Linked DNA regions of Oryctolagus cuniculus: region 2 is linked to region 1. Evidence: chromatin contacts called from public Micro-C data. All regions are on one chromosome and are shown on one strand. The core of a region is the stretch at or near the end of the contact, and the rest is flanking DNA. Distances in the headings are between cores, read along the strand shown. Region 1 holds the start of MTRFR (mitochondrial translation release factor in rescue). Region 2 overlaps MPHOSPH9 (M-phase phosphoprotein 9).

The links. Hi-C and Micro-C count contacts between places; a contact is called where the count stands out from the background.
Region 2: a Micro-C map of ear pinna shows a contact between it and region 1, with 1.7 times the contacts expected there. The contact joins the enhancer-like site here to the promoter of MTRFR in region 1. A contact is called at or near these places in 2 of 6 Hi-C or Micro-C datasets (ear pinna and skin fibroblasts).

The regions. Positions count from the first base shown.
Region 1 is chr21:6,078,670-6,086,432 of mOryCun1.1, forward strand. It overlaps MTRFR (mitochondrial translation release factor in rescue), which reads right to left and starts at 4,447. Exons shown (of 3, transcript XM_002723336.5): 1 at 4,239-4,447. It overlaps MPHOSPH9 (M-phase phosphoprotein 9), which reads left to right and starts at 4,535. Exons shown (of 25, transcript XM_070066113.1): 1 at 4,535-4,680; 2 at 6,323-6,582. The coding sequence starts at 6,479.
Region 2 is chr21:6,143,391-6,151,153 of mOryCun1.1, forward strand. It overlaps MPHOSPH9 (M-phase phosphoprotein 9), which reads left to right. Exons shown (of 25, transcript XM_070066113.1): 23 at 1-2,122. Among named protein-coding and RNA genes, the nearest start is that of MPHOSPH9, 64 kb to the left of the region's middle. Within about 2 kb of position 3,096, at least 6 of the 8 cell types and tissues checked have an H3K27ac peak or open chromatin away from gene starts, as enhancers often do. A contact at or near this core is called in ear pinna, where this site is marked.

The sequences.
Region 1 (7,763 bases), core at 3,197-5,696:
TATTCAGTCTTGTCTCCCCTTTCCAACGAGGAGATGAAACCACAGTATCCAAACTGTGTCCTAACAAATGGGCCTCGCAGGCTAATGCTCCATGTTACACTGGAGGCGATGGAAAGAAAGGCCAGCTGATGGCGATGGAAGCTAGGCGAGAGCAAAACGATTTTCTGAGAAAAGCTTAATAACAATTCACATTTCAAAAGTATGATTTAGTGCTCCTGGGAAAATGAGTTAAAACAAAGTAGCCGGGGCTGGTGTTGTGGTGCAGCAGGTAAAGTTGCTACCCGTGACACCGACATCCCACACGGGCACTGCTCAAGTTGCAGCTGCTCCATTTCCGGAGCTCCGTTAACGGCCTGGGAGAAGCGGCAGAGGATGGCACAAGGGTTTGGGCCCCTGCCACCCACCTGGCAGACCCAGATGAGTCCTGGCTTCTGCGGAGTGAACCGGCGCGTTGAAGGTCTCTTTATCTTCCCCCTCTCTAACTCTTTCAAATAAATAAATCTTGAAGAAGGGAAGGGAAGGGGAAGGAAGGTAGGGGGAGGGGGAAGGAAGGAGGAGGGGGAAGGAAGGAAGTGGGGGAGGGGGAAGGCAGGCAGGCTTTCTGGGTCCTCCACATCCGGAGCGTCCTGTGCAGAGGCCCGCACAGGGGGCTGAGACACCCCTGCAAGTGGACCCCTAACTGGGGAGGTCAGCTTGGAAATACCCGTGTGTCCTTTCTATGCTGGGTGTTTTTGCTGCAGACAAAGCGCCTGTGGCCTATGCCAATTATTTCTCAAACAAGGAAAACGTCATAGACTGAGCAGGACACGCAGAGCTGTTAGCTTTGATTCTGGGGACACTGACTCTGGGTCTGAATCTAAAACTTTAATGCTGCAGCGTTGAAGCACAAACACAGAAAAGTATTCGATTCACACAATTTCAACAACCTGCTCATTTTTTTTCAATGGAAAACTTGGAATCCACAGAGAATTACACCTCTCTAATAGTGTGCATCACTGTGATTATCTTCTATTCATAGTATCTAACAGCGACTTTATAATTTATGAATCACACCATTCAAATAAGATGTAACAGCAGCGATGACAACACTACACTTTCTCCTAAAAGTCTCAAAGCTTATATTATTATTATGATTATGATTAATGATGTGGGTTTTTTTAGGACTTATCCTTTTCTAAAGCACTTTCACTTACATTATTGATACAAGTAAAGAAAATATGGGATACATTATGCGGATTATGTCAAAACGACTCCTCTTGAGTTTTCAATATTTGAAACAATTTATCCTTTCTGCCCTTTCATAAGATCTCTAGATATAGTCTTTCTATAAAAAATGTTAAATTATTTTTATTTATTTTCATCTAATTGAAAGACAGAGGCAGAGAGATAAAGAGACAGAGAGAAAAGAAAAGAAGAGAACATCTTTCTGGTTCATTTCCCAAATGCCTGCAACAGCCAGGCTGAAGCTGGGAGTTCAGAACCCCATACAGACCTCCCATGGGGGTGGCAGGGGGTCACGCACTTGACCTATCACCCCCAGGATTCATTAGCAGGAAGCTGGATTGGAAACAGTAGCCTGGACTTGACCCAGGCACTCCAATATGATATGGAGGCATTGCAAGCGGTGGCTTAACCTGATGCCCACTCCCAGATGAGTTCTTTCCCACTTCCTTAAACAATGTCAGCTCAGTTTCCTTACCCGTCTCTTACTCTCATCACCCCCCACCCCTGCCAAGCCCTGCAGAGTGAGAGCTTTGCGGTCAGCAAGGCCGGGATCCAATGTCTAGTCTCCACGTTTCAGCGGAGCACTTTGGCCATGTGGCCTCTGCAGAATGGAGCTAACACCCAAGGCGCAAACAAAACCATACAAATGGCCACGGAGGTAACACTCCAGCTCCCTAACTGCAGAGCTGAGACCAGCACCTCCCAGGGCCTGGTCTCATGGCGCTCATCTCATCCAGGAACAGTGACCTGCAAACTACTGCACTTGGCATGCTCCAATTTAAGAAGCATGAGAGGGGCCGGCGTCGTGGCACACTGGGTTAATCCTCCGCCTGCAGCGCCGGCCTCCAATATGGGCGCTGGGTTCTAGTCCCGGTTGCTCCTCTTCCAGTCCAGCTCTCTGTTGTGGCCTGGGAAGGCAGTGGAGGATGGCCCAAGTGCTTGGGCCCTGCACCCGCATGGGAGACCAGGAGGAAGCACCTGGCTCCTGGCTTTGGATCGGCGCAGCACCAGCTGTAGCAGCCATCTGGGGGGTGAACCAACAGAAGGAAGACTTTTCTGTCTGTCTCTTTCACTGTCTGTAACTCTGCCTGTCAAATAAATAAATTAAAAAATCTTAAAAAAAAAAAAAAAAGCAGCATGAGAAAACCATGATGCTGCTGAAGGCATGCTGTTTGGTGAGGTCATAATGCTGGTCTATGAAGTCAGCAGCCAAGTTCACCGTGAAGTAGAAGCGTCGCTGACTTCCTAGCGGCTCACGCTGAGATAGAGCCACCGTCGGGGAAGAAGTCTGGGTCAGACGTGAGTGTCTGTAGGAACTGTGCATGTAGCAAGAACAATCCCGAAAGACAGCAAAGATAACACATGTGAAGTGTTGGGGCTGGTGCTGTAGGCGCAGGAGGTGGAGCCTCGGCCTGCGGTGCTGGCATCCCATTTGGGAGCTGGTCTGGGTCCCGGCTGCTCCTCTTCTGACCCAGCTCTCTGCTGTGGCCTGGGAAAGCAGCAGAAGATGGCCCAAGTGCTTGGGCCCCTGCACCCACGTGGGAGACCCAGAAGCTCCTGGCTCCGGCCATTGCAGCCATTTAGAGTGAACCAGAGGATGGTAGACCTTACAGTCTCTCCCTCCCTCTGTAACTGTCTGCCTCTAAAATAAATAAATAAAATCTTTAAAAAAAAAAGATGTAAATCTGAAGTCACCAAGACAAAGGAGAAACATGAGTCCTTCCATGCTGTACTGTATGCTAATCAAGCCCTTAGGAAAAGCCATAGAACAGGGCTGTAGGGTTTTTCAAGTAGTACAAAATCTCCAGTGCTAGTTAATCAGAAGTCATACTTAACACATCTAAGTACTTGGAATTTGTGTTCCGAGGGACTGTCACAGGCTCGCCTCCCGTGAACGCTCAAGTAATTGGAATTTGTGAAGCCTTCGACTTCCGTTTTCTATATTCAGAAATAATTTTTTTGACTTTCAAAACTCTTTTTAGCTGTTTATAAAGCTTTGAAAAAGGCATTTCTTCTGTTGAGTCCTATTGGTTGAAGGCGATGTCCACTTCAACATCTTTTTTTTCTTTAAATTAAGACCCCACCAAGAGCTGCACCTGGGTAAGAAATGAGAGCGTGTGCAGCCCTGCCGAAGCGTGGACTGCATCCGTGACGTCACAAGCTGACGCCGTGACTCGGAGTGCTCGTTCTTAAATCCGTTGGTTTATGAAAACATTAATGGGTAAAGAAAAATAACCTAGAATCAAGGTGCCAAAAGCCAAAACCAAAAATTGACACCCCCAAACCAAGCAAAGCCCGTCCAATTTTGTAGCCAAAAATGGTCACGCACCCTTGGCTGGTTAATCACCAGCATTCCCTTTCAGGGTGAATAACTCTAGGAAGCCTCCGGAATTCACATTTCTTAATTCTGTGAGTGAAAGGTTCTACAGTGTCTCCAGCAGAGTTTGTGACTACTGAAATTAATCCTAATTTTTTTGGGGGGGGTGGGCTTGTAATAGGGTCACGGAAAACCGTCGTGTGCTTACAGATCATTTGATTTTAGCTGGGTGTCACATGCGCACAATACTGACTGCGGGATTAACACAACTGGGGAGTGGGTTTCAACTTAAGCTTGAGGTCTTACGCACACTGATGGGGGTCTTTGGAGGGAGGGTCGGCTGAGACCGACAGCGGGCATTGTCCCGGCTTCTCGGTGCTGCGGGTGGCCGCCCGAGGGACAGTCCAGGGGTCAGGGTCTCCTGGGGCAGGGGGTCTAAGAGCCGGGAGTAATTTCCAGATTAACTGGGCCGGGAGGAAACGCGGGTTCTCAAAAGCCACGCCAGGGAAGTGCCGACCCCCGCTGTGCACCTGCTGCGTGGCCTAGCTCGCTCCACTTCTCCCCAGCCCCTGAGCTCTGGGGTCAGGACCAGGGGCCTCAGCTAAACTGATCGTCGCAAACCGTGAAGAACTCAGGATTCCCGGCTTCCAGGCCTCGCTCCAGAGCCCGCGGCAGTCACGAGCAGCCGGACGCTTACCTGCTCTTACGACGGGCCTCCTGCGCCCGGTGTTCCACTGGAACCTCGAATCACCGCGGGACCGAAGACGCAACCGCGCTCCCGGATCTGCGCATGCGCCGTACCCTGGCTGCCGCTGCCCTCCCCTGTCAAACGCTCATTCTCACCGACTGCGCATGCGAGCACAGGAGGCGTCTTTCCCGCGTGGCCGCGGTAGGTTCCCAGAGAGCCAATCAGAGAAGAGGATCTGACAGACGCCCCGCCCCCCTTAGTCTTTGGCGTCAGACAACCCTCTTTGGCAAAGGGGAAGCCGGAGGTCAACGCGCGCGCCGCGCTCGGCCGTCTCCGCCCCCTTTCGAGCAGCCAATCACAGGGGAGACGCTGGGCGCGCGCACGCTCCGAGTTTAACGGTCGCGAGAGGCCGCTCGCTAGCCCCTGACAGCGGCAGTGGGAGCGGGGCCAGGTAAGCGGCCGCCGGTCTGCGAGGAGCTGCCAGCCGCAGGGGGACAAGGGATGAAACTTAGAAGACACGGCCGAGCGTACGCATGGACCCGTGTGAGGGCGGCCGCGGCCGGACCGCCGACCCCACCGGAGCCGGCCGGCGTGTGGGCGCTGCGCCCGCCTGCGTGCGCCTTTTCTAGACTCGGTGCCCTTGAGTGACACCCGCGCGGCCCAATCGCAGGGCGCCCTCCCGGAGGGGCGGGGGGCTTGAGGGTTTCCCTCAGTTTCGGGCCGGGAATCCCGAGGGCGGCGGCCGGCCGTGGGTTCTCCCTCGCCTTGCGGAGGGCGGCCCGCGGCCTCGGCGTTGCGGTCGGGAGCGCGGGCGCGGCGCGTGTGCCCGCGGTGCCCTTCGTCGGTGCGGGTCGCAGGGCGGGGACGGGCTGGGGCCGGAGCGCCGCCGCCCGTCGCCGGGACGTACGGAGAGGTCGCTGTTCCAGTCATTCCCTAACAAGTTTATTTCTTTAAACGTTCGCCTTCGTGGCTCACGCCCCTGCCCCCAGCCCAGCGCCCACGCGGGCCGGAGGAGCCTGGGTGTCCGTCGGGGCGGGGGAGGGAGTCGGAGTCCTTGTCCTTCATGGCCCGAGAGCCGGGTGGTCTGAGTCTGGGGGTGTCGGTTGCCCGGCGGGGGCGCAGCAGCACTCACACTGGCAGCCCTGATCAAGGCATGTGAGTGCTCCATCGTTACATAATGGAGTCTGTGCCTAGAACCTTGATCATTATTATTATTATTATTATTTGTCAGGCAGAGTTAGACAGTGAGAGAGAGACGGAGAGAAAGGTCTTCCTTCCGTTGGTTCACCTCCCAGATGGCCGATCCGAAGCCAGGAGCCAGGTGCTTCTCCTGGTCTCCTATGAGGTGCAGGGCCCAAGGACCTGGGCCATCCTCCACTGCACTCCCGGGCCACAGCAGAGCTGGACTGGAAGAGGGGCAACCGGGACAGAACCGGCGCCCCGACTGAGCCGCGGCGCCGGCCTAGAACCTTGATTATTAAAAATGCCATGCTGAAGTATTACCTGAAGAGATGCTACTATTTTTGCAAACCACCCTTAAAATAGGTTTTCAAAGTTGAGGTATATAGTCACATACCATAACAGTTGTCCTTTCGAAGGTGTACAGTGCGGTGTACTCGCAGGGCTGCTCACCCCTCACCACTCATCCTAGAACTTTTTCATCACCCCAGAAAGAAGCTTCATACCCACTGGAGTCCTTCCCGGGTCTCCTCCCCTCAGCTCTGGCTAACGGTCAGTCCCCTTTGGGTCTCAGTGGGTTTCCCTGGTGTAGGTATCTGCAGTAGAATCACGGGGTCCGTGGGCTTCTGTGACTGACTGCCACCTAGCCTGGTGTTTTCACGTGTTACCCACGCTGCCTCTATCAGTACAGCTTTCCTTTCTGTACCCGCACAGTTTTCCGTACAGGGATGTGCCACGGTTGTTCATCCTGCATCTGCTGATGGCCGTCTAGTAGTCTCTGCATTCAGTCCTCAGGATATTGTTGCTGTCCTGGATGCAGATGTGTGTGGCCCAAGTCTGGGTTTCCAAAGTCATGAAAAGACAGTGTTGGGTTTAGTGGCTTTTTTTAGTAATCTTTCCCCTCTCACTTTCAGACCCTCTTGCAAGCTTAGGATCTCTCAGACTTCTGAATGTCAGCGACTGAAAATGCCGATAGACGATGAAACGTCTGAGGAAGACTCGGATTCAGTTTCCTCAAACAGTGAAAGAACCTATATTTTCAAATAAAAGAGTATAACAGTTTGTACACTATGGAAGATTTTGATTTGGTAAAAACGATACAGCGAACATCTTCTGTGGAATCTGATAACAAAAATTCTCCCCATTCTCTTGGACTTAACATAAACTCTAATAGGTAAGAATGGGGCAGATATTTTTTAATATAACAAATTATAATAACTATTTGCATGGGATACCAATTTATCTAAATAGTGTCATAGTTGCTGATTGTATTTTTTTAAAGATTTATTTATGTATTTGAAAATCAGAGTTACACACAGAGAGAAGGGGAGAGAGAGGTCTTCCATTCGCTGGTTCACTCCCCAGTTGGCCGCAATGGCTGGAGCTGCACCAGTCTGAAGGCAGGAGCCAGGAGCTTCTTCTCGGTCTTCCCATGTGGGTGCAGGGGCCCAAGGACTTGGGCCATCTTGTACTGCTTTCCCAGGCCATAGCAGAGAGCTGGATTAGAAGAGGAGTAGCTGGAACTAGAACTGGCGCCCATATGGGATGCCACGCTTCAGGCCAGGGCTTTAGCCTGCTGTTCCACAGTGCCGGCCCCCGATTGTATTTTTTAAAACAGCTGTTCAGGGAGAGTTATTTCAAAATACTGTTTTTTTTTTTTTTTTTTTTAAGATTTATTTATTTATTTGAAAGGCAGAGTTATATATATAGAAAGATCTTCTATCTGCTGGTTCACTTCCCAAATGGCTGCAACAGCCAGAGCTGGGCCAATCCAAAGCCAGGAGCTTCTTCTGGGTTTTCCACGTGGGTGCAGGGGACCAGGTACTGGGGCCATCCTCTGCTGCTCTCCTGCTCTCCTAGGCACAATAGCAGAGAGCTGGATCAGAAGTAGACCAGCCGGCGCCGCGGCTCACTTGGCTAATTGTCCGACTGCGGCACCGGCACCCCGGGTTCTAGTCCTAGTCGGGGCGCCGGATTCTGTCCCAGTTGCTCCTCTTCCAGTCCAGTTCTCTGCTGTGGCCTGGGAGGGCAGCAGAGAATGGCCCAAGTGCTTGGGTCCCTGCACCCACATGGGAGACCAGGAGGAAGCAGCTGGCTCCTGGCTTCGGATTGGCACAGTGCACCGGCCGTAGCGGCGTTTTGGGGGGTGAACCAAGGGAAGGAAGACTTTTCTCTCTGTCTCTCTCTGTGTCTCTCTCTCTCTGTCTAAACTCTGCCTGTTCAAAAAAAAAAAAAAAAAAAAATAGACCTAGCTGGTACTCGAACCAGCGCCCACGTGGAATTCTGGCAGTGGCTTTACCTGCTATGCCACAGCGCTGGCCCCAAAGAGTAGTTGTAATCCTTTGTGTGTGTGTG
Region 2 (7,763 bases), core at 1,846-4,345, 63 kb after region 1:
ATCTCCAACTGAAGCAATGGCATGTGTAGCCGAAGGACAGTGCTAGGGCTGTGCGTGGGGGATGGGAGAGGGGAGATTGGAAGCCAGATGCCCCTGGGCCCCCGCCTGGCTCAGGCCTGGCTTCCTCAGCAGCAAATGATAGGACCGAAGGGGAAGAACATTCCTTTGAATCAAAGGTGGGATTAAAAGAAAAGTTTATTTGGGTGCAAGAAAAATTGAAATCCATGCACCTGAGAGGTCTTCAAAAAGTTGGTGGGAAACGTGTACTATGAAAATAGACATGGACTTCCATTGTTGCACCAAAATAAACATCTTTGCAATTTTTCCACAAGCTTTTTGAATTTCCCACATACATTCCAAATCATTTTTAATTAAGTAGGTTTTTTTGAGGCAGTGATTTCTTTCTGAATAGAAAAGGCCTGTCTCCCGAGCCATTGACCTAAAAGTGCCTTGGGTTGACTTTTCTGTGAGGTGGTCTGAGGTGTTCTCTCCACCCCTTGCAAAGAAACTTTTGAGTTTAAATGTGCTTCCATCTTGGGTGTGTGTGTGTGTGTGTGTGACTGAAATTTTAAAAGTGCTGGACTCAACAAATTAAGTGCAGAAAGCACTTTGATCTTAATTGGTGATTTAGGGTTTGTTTGATTATAAATATAGGATGTATTCCTAAAAGTTATTGCCTGTGTATTCAAAATAATTACCCCTTTAGCTGTCCCTTGACATTCACCCGCAAGGTGATGGTGGGTAAATAGGACCAAGTGAGGGAGGTGCCTACCCCTGGGTGCTGGAAGGTTATGATTTCAGAGAGCCAAGTTCCTTTCTGAATTTGAAATTCTATTTGAATTCTGAACACACACACACACACACACACACGTTTTGTTATTTTAATTTTTAGATATTTCAAAAGAAGTTTTCACTGAATTTTAATGTGCCAGTTGTGCTGTGAATCTTTAAGAATTTTAAAAAATGCACACCTAATTTTCTGTATAAATCAGAGGTAAATCCTGTTTACCTGTTGAGTGGCCATATGTGGTTATGAGTTTTGCAGGCCTGATTAAACCAATTACATTGTGTAAATTTTGCTGGAAAATGCCCTGCCAAGAGCTCTATGGCAGTTTGCTGATAATTACACTGATATTCTCAGATCCGGGTTTCTAGGCCTTTTCCAATCTGGTTTGTGTTTCACTGCAGTGGGCCCCTCAGATATGTGAGGAGTCAAGCATAAATGTGCATTGGTAGACACAATATACCCTATGACTATAACTAAAAAGACAGTTATGTTTTATATTTAACAGTTTCACTGTAACAGTGACCAATAATACGAAGAGTTTGCTTCCTGCAGTGCCGCTGATTAAACCTAAAGACAAGCGCTTGCAGCAGTTCCATCTAGTCCAACACTGGGGCAATGAAGTTGTAAGCGGGGCCATGTCTTCATTCTTGCGTACGAGCACGCAATAAACACCGTGGAGACGAAGTGCCCTGTGGTGCTGGCGTTTTTCTTCAAGCCGCGGCGAGAGCCAGTGTCCAGTGGTGGTCAGGCCAGCTCGGCTTCCACCGGCTTTCAGGGCCGAGAGCCTCACTCGGGATGCTCCAGGAATCCCAAGGCAGCTCCGGCGGGCGGGCTCTCGGAGGGGGAAGGGGCGGCCACCCAAGGCAGGCACTGCTAGGGGAGTCACGGCAGTGACGGTGCCCAGGGCGCGGTAACCGGGCAGCGGCGGCCGCCTGTGCTCTCGCCCTCCCGGGCTGCTTCTGAGCCCAGCCCGGGGCGCCCGCGTCGGCTCGCACCGCCCTTCCAGGGGAAGGCCGAGACTTGTGATGCGGGCCAGCAAGCCGGTCTTCGCTCCACCGCAACCCCGCATTGCTCCTTCCAGTTGCACCAGGGCCCGGCTTGGGCTTTGAATGTACAGAGTCCAGTGCTGCGGGGACCCGAAGGTGACGCTTGTTCCTGGTCCTCGCCCAGCTCCTCCTGGAGAGCCCGCCGCCGCCGGCCGGCCCTCGGCCCCCGCGCGGCGGCTGGCCGGCGGCTTATCCGCGCGACCGCGGACACTCGAGCGGCCCCACCGCGGCCAGCCCCGCGCCGCGCTCCGCGCGAGGCACTGCCATCTTACGAAGTGACGCTATTCAGGTGAGGCGCGATCGCCGCGCGTCCGCCCGCGCCCTCCCGCCCCACAGGCACCAGGACTGCGTGCGTGAAGGGTGCGGGGCCGCGGGCGAGGAACGGGTCCGGCTGCCCACGGCGGAGAGCTTCTTCCGGCGGAGGCGCGGGGCCGGGCTCGAACAGCCGGCGCCGCCGCCGCTCCCCCGCGCGGCCTGAGGAGGCGCCGCCCGCCGCCGCCGCCGCCGCCGCCGCCGCCGCCGCGCGAGTGAGGGAATGCGAGCCGGGCCCGGCGCGCGCGGGCAGCAGCAGCGGCCGCTGGGACGCGCGGGCCACGGCGGCGCCGCGGCGTAGAGCTGTCCAGCCGGCCCGCTCGCGCCCCGCCGCTTCCTCAGAGCCGCGGCCGCCGCCCCGAGAGCAGCCGGGGGCGCCCGCACGTGCGCCGCCCGCCGACGGCCCGGAGCATGCCCGCCGGGGCCCGGCCGCTCGCGCGGGGCCAGCCGGCGGCGGGGGCGCGCGGGGCCGCGGGGCGCAGCGGGCCGGGCCGGGGCCGCGGGGCCGGCGCTCCCCGGGAGGCAGCGTGAGGCGGCGGCGGCCCAGCCCGCGGCGGAAGAGGACGGAGCCCGCGGCCCTGCCGCTCGGGGTGAGTGTCCCGGCGGCGCCCTCCGGGCCCGGGGGTCGGCGGGCGGGCGGGCACCGCCGCGAGCCCCGCAGTGCCCGCCGCGGGCCGGGACCCGGGCCCGTGAGGCCCTGCCCGCCAGCCCGCCGCGCGCGCGCGGAGAGAGAGCAGGGGAGCGGGGCCGGGCGCCGAGGCGGGCGGGCGGGCAGGAGGATGTGGCCTGCGGGGACCCCCTCCCTGGGCCCGCCCTCGGGGAGTCACCGGACCCCGGATTCGTGCCCCGAATTTCTGAAATTCCGTCGGCCGCAGCCGGGGGGGACGCGGAGTTCCCCCTCCCCGTGACAAGTGCCACGGCGGGCAGGGGCACGTGTGGAGGCAGGTGTGCGTGCAGGGTGGGCCTTCCCCGGGCGACCCCACCTTGATGACGGGCGGGCAAGGGCCTGGGCCTGGGCCTGGGTCCGGGCTTTTCGCTGCGCGGGTGGGTGTTGGGGTCCTGGCATGGGGTGCGGTCATCTTCATCCGAGGTCTCCTTTCCTGTTGCAACGGGAGGTGCCAGCTCCTCCCCCCACACCCTCTCTCGACAGAGGCAGGGCTGAAGGGTGGGTCGCCAGTTCCCCCCAAGAAACCCCAACGAGGCGAATGCGGTGTGTGCCATTGCAAGGCAAGTCCCAGCCTTGTCCCCTCCAACCAACTTGCTGCCACCGCGGAGAAATCCCGCACACCTCCTCCTCCCTTTCCCTCCCGGCCTCTGAGATGAGGGTCGGGGCTCCTCTCCCAAGGCTCGGGCTTGCGGGCCTCTCTCTGTCCAGGATCCTTCTTGGATCCTCTCTGCCCGCCACCAGCTCTCTCCCCGGCCCCCATTCAGCAGACTGGAAGGCATCCCCCGCTCTGGGGAGGTAACGGAAGCTCCCGTTCCCTCCACTCCCCTCTGCCTCCCATGCCCTCGCTCTCCCCTCTCAACTCCCACTGCATCTTATCTGCGTGGCTCTTATCGCATCTGCCTTGTTTTATGGTTACTTTTGTGCCTGGTTTATCTGTCTGCTGGATTGTGAGCTCCTGGGGTAGAGTTTGATTCATCTCCTGTCTCCTGCCCTGGACAGAAACCTGTGCCCGCAGAGCCAGTGTCTGGTGGACTAGAAGCTTCTACGCTTGCCCACGGAGGCTTGCCTGCAGGACCCTCGCTGGTCTGACTCCTGGACCGGTGCTGCAGAGGTCCCTGTCTCCTGTTGGGAGGCCGTGCTCTGCGGCTGGCGTGGCTTCCCAGGCCTCTCCCATTGCGGGGAAACTCTGGCAGGGCGGTTTTCTTGCGAGGAGTAGTGCTTTTGCCAGATGCACGGGACATTTCCTTGGCCCTGAAGAAGTCTGGGCTCCGGCCCCAGGTTGTCTGGGCGGTGAATGCTGCACGGCTGCCCTGTCTTCTGGCCTTCCCGGCTGCTGCTGCCCGGGGGACCGCAGGGTAGGGCATGGGACTATGGGAGCCCAGAGGCCTGGACGCCATGCAGGGCTTTGTCTGCAGCTTGCTGCACCAGCCTCACCAAGTCCCTGGGTTTCCTTTGCTCTTGGTTGCTCCTGATGGAATCTAAAAGAAAGTGCTCTGTACACACAGGCCCTTGGGGATCTGGGCTCTGTCCACCTTGCCTGCCCCCTGTCCACCATTTCCTTCCTCACACGCTCAGCTCTGGCCCTCCCAGGCTGCTTGAGAGGCGCAGGACTCCATGCCCTCCCCTCCCGGGGCCTTCTCCCCGGTTCTCCCCACGGGCCTTCCCCGGGGAGTCTATCTCCTCCACCTTGGGTGCCCTCCTGAGCCTGCTCGCTACAGGGAGCGGCGGTTACCCTCGCTAGTCCTGAGCTCCTGGGCCGGCTGCACTGAACATACAAGGGGCTTCAGAAAGCTCACGGCCCAGTGGAATGCAAAGGTAATGCGAATTTTCCACAAGCTTTTGAAGGCCTCGCCACAGTCTTCGTGTGCCTCTTGCCGTGCACACAGTGGGCACGCAGGAAAATTCCTACTGAGGTATATGGTGAGAGGGCCGACTCGAAGGACCCCTGGGTTCTCTCTGGTGGGGACCCAGCGTTGCCTCCCGCCCTGCGCAGAGGCCTGGTAAACGCCTAGCAGATGTCCTCTGCAGCCCAGCTGGGCATGTCTGTCCAGCCTGGCCTTTGAGAGCAGGCAGCCATGGAGGATGTGCGGTTGTTTGGAGGGGGTAGAAGAGGAAACGTCTGGTCTTCAAGATCTCAGCCTTGCTGTTTTTGGAAAAGACGCTGGGGGCTGCGTGCTCTTTTATGGAAGGACAGTGACATCACGCTGGTGGCGTTGACCACAGGCAGGAGAGCTGCTGTTTATGACCAGACGGTCAACCCAAAGTGAGCCACTGGACGCCTGCCCGCCAGCCTCAGCTTTGCTTAGATGAGATCAGTCCCTTAGCAGGCAGCCCTGCTGCAACCTGCGCACCGGGGCCCCTGCCTGCAGGCACAGATGCTACCGAGTGGTCCTTACACAGCTTCCCCAGAGGCCGTTTGGTTGATGTTTATTAAGGCTTTTCAAATAGAGCCACAGCAAATCCTTGTCTGGTTTGCTGTAAAACCACAGCTTGAGGCCCTGCCCCTCTGCGAATGCTCCTCACAGCATCTCATGAAAAACCTCCTTTGGCACTTAGGACCCCGTGAGCTTTGTGCCTTCCCCAGGAAGCTGCCCCCTTTGCTGATGACAAGGAAGGTGGGGCAGGAGAGCTTTCTCCACACCGCACCCTGTGAGGGAGGTGGTGTCCCCCTCCGCCCTCCCAGAGGAAGAAGCTGAGGCATGGGGAGATCAGCTGATTGTTCCGAGTCTGGCTTGTGCCCAGTGCTCCTGCACCTCCATGTGTTCACCTGACTGGGCTCCCAGGATGCTCAGCACACACAGGGCGCTCTGCTCCGTCTGCACCTGTAGTCAGTGACCCTGTCTACTTCACTGCGGTTGTGTACGTGTGCATTTATGTGTCTCTGCCCATCTGTACCCCGTGTCAGTCGTCACCAAAGGTTTCTGGAAAGCGTAGACAGATACGTGAATGGAATACAATAAATAAAACCGCACACAGCACTGATGCCAACTCGCCGTGTGACCAGCACGATGAGTTCACGGTGACGCCAGGGTGTGTGTGCTGAGTGATGAGTTCACAGTGACGCCAGGGTGTGTGTGCTGAGTGATGAGTTCACGGTGACGCCAGGGTGTGTGTGCTGAGTGATGAGTTCATGGTGACGCCAGGGTGTGTGTGCTGAGTGCTGCTTGCAGGCAAGGTTCAGAGGGGGAGACGCCTTCTTCTGGGTAAGGTAGTCAAGGTTGACTTCCTGGAAGAGGTGGAATTGAAGGAGGCCTTGAAGAAGAGGTAGAGTTTTGATCAGCCCACAGCATCTGTAAAGGTGTGTAGGGCTTGGAGTCTTCACATCTGTGGCTCTCACAAAGGCCCCAACAGGTGGGAAAGGAGAGAATTGCCTCAGAGGCTAAAGTAGGCAGTGTGTGATGTGTTTTTGAAGTCCTTGGTGGCCTGGATGGAGGGTGCACACCCTGCTGGGGAGGAGAGGCTGAGGCTGGGACCTGGTTACCAGCATCGATGGCCAGTTCCGTGCTCTCTTTTGCGTGGAGTTGGCAGCAGCATTGGCCCTTTTCCCATAAAAAGGGGATTGGGGTATTGACTTCCTCATGCCCAGCCCAGCAAGCACCAGGATAAACCTCAGCTGAATCTTTATGGCCCAAGACATAAAGAGCTCTTTTAGGAGGGGCTGGCTGGCATTCACAGGAATTACTCATGGTAACAGCTGCCCTTGCCAGAGGACGAAAAGGAAATTAACCACGAGGCAGGGATCCAGTAACAGACAAATCAAAAACCTGGGTAGCAACCTTGGGCAAAGAGCATAGAGGAGTCAGTCTCACCCCCTCCCCTTGCTGAAGTCGCCGCGTCCTCACCCTGCATTCTCTTCCCCTATTGGGAAAGGGGTTTCTACTCAGGGAGGTCAGAGGTCAGGGACATCAGAAGGAATCCCTGGTGGGGTCGGGGAGAGCGTGGAGAGCCTGAGGCTGGTCCCCCCATCTTGGAGCAGAAGCTGGCGGCTCAGCTGTCCTGGTGGGTGTGGCCGTGCAGCCTATAGCCACAGAGACCTCCCAATCAAGTCAGGCGTCACATCTGCATCCACAGTGGACAGCGGAGTCTCGTTCATGGCAGAGTTAGGCTTTGTGAGTTCGCTGCCCACACTGAACCATGGCTCCTAGGAGAAGGTACAGGGTTAAGTTCCGCTGAGCCCTGCCACAACATTTCATTCCAGCTGATCAGTGCATAACCATCATTTTGCATATGCTTCTGTTAAAAGATACCTTGCTTTAGATCTATCTATGTATATATAAATATTTTATTTATTTATTTTAGAGGTAGAGTTACAGAAAGAGAGAGGGAGAGACAGAGAGAAAGGTTTTCCATCCACTAATTCACTCCTCAAATGCCTGCAACGGCCTGAGCTGAGTCTATCCGAAGCCAGAAGCTAAGAGCTTCTTCCAGGTCTCCCAGGTGGGTGCAGAGGCCCAAGCACTTAGGCCATCTTCTACTGCTTTCCCAGGCCATAATCAGAGAGCTGGATCAGAAGAGGGGCAGCTGGGACTTGAACCGGCGCTCATATGGGATGCTGGTGCTGCAGGCAGAGGTTTAGCCTATTGTGCCACAGAGCTGGCCCACATCTTTATATATATATATATTTAATTTATTTGACAGGTAGAGTTGTAGACAGTGAGAGAGAGAGAGACAGAGAGAAAGGTCTTCCTTCTGTTGGGCCAAATGGCCGCTAAGGTTGATGCTGCACCGATCCAAAGCCAGGAGCCAGGTGCTTCCTCCTGGTCTCCCATGCGGGTGCAGGGCCCAAGCACCTGGGCCATTTTCTACTGCACTCCTGGGCCACAGCAGAGAGCTGGCCTGGAAGAGGAGCAACCGAGACTAGAACCAGGTGCCCATATGAGATGCTGGCGCCACAGGTGGAGGATTAACCAAGTGAGCCACGGCACCAGCCCCTGTATATATTTTTGACTCA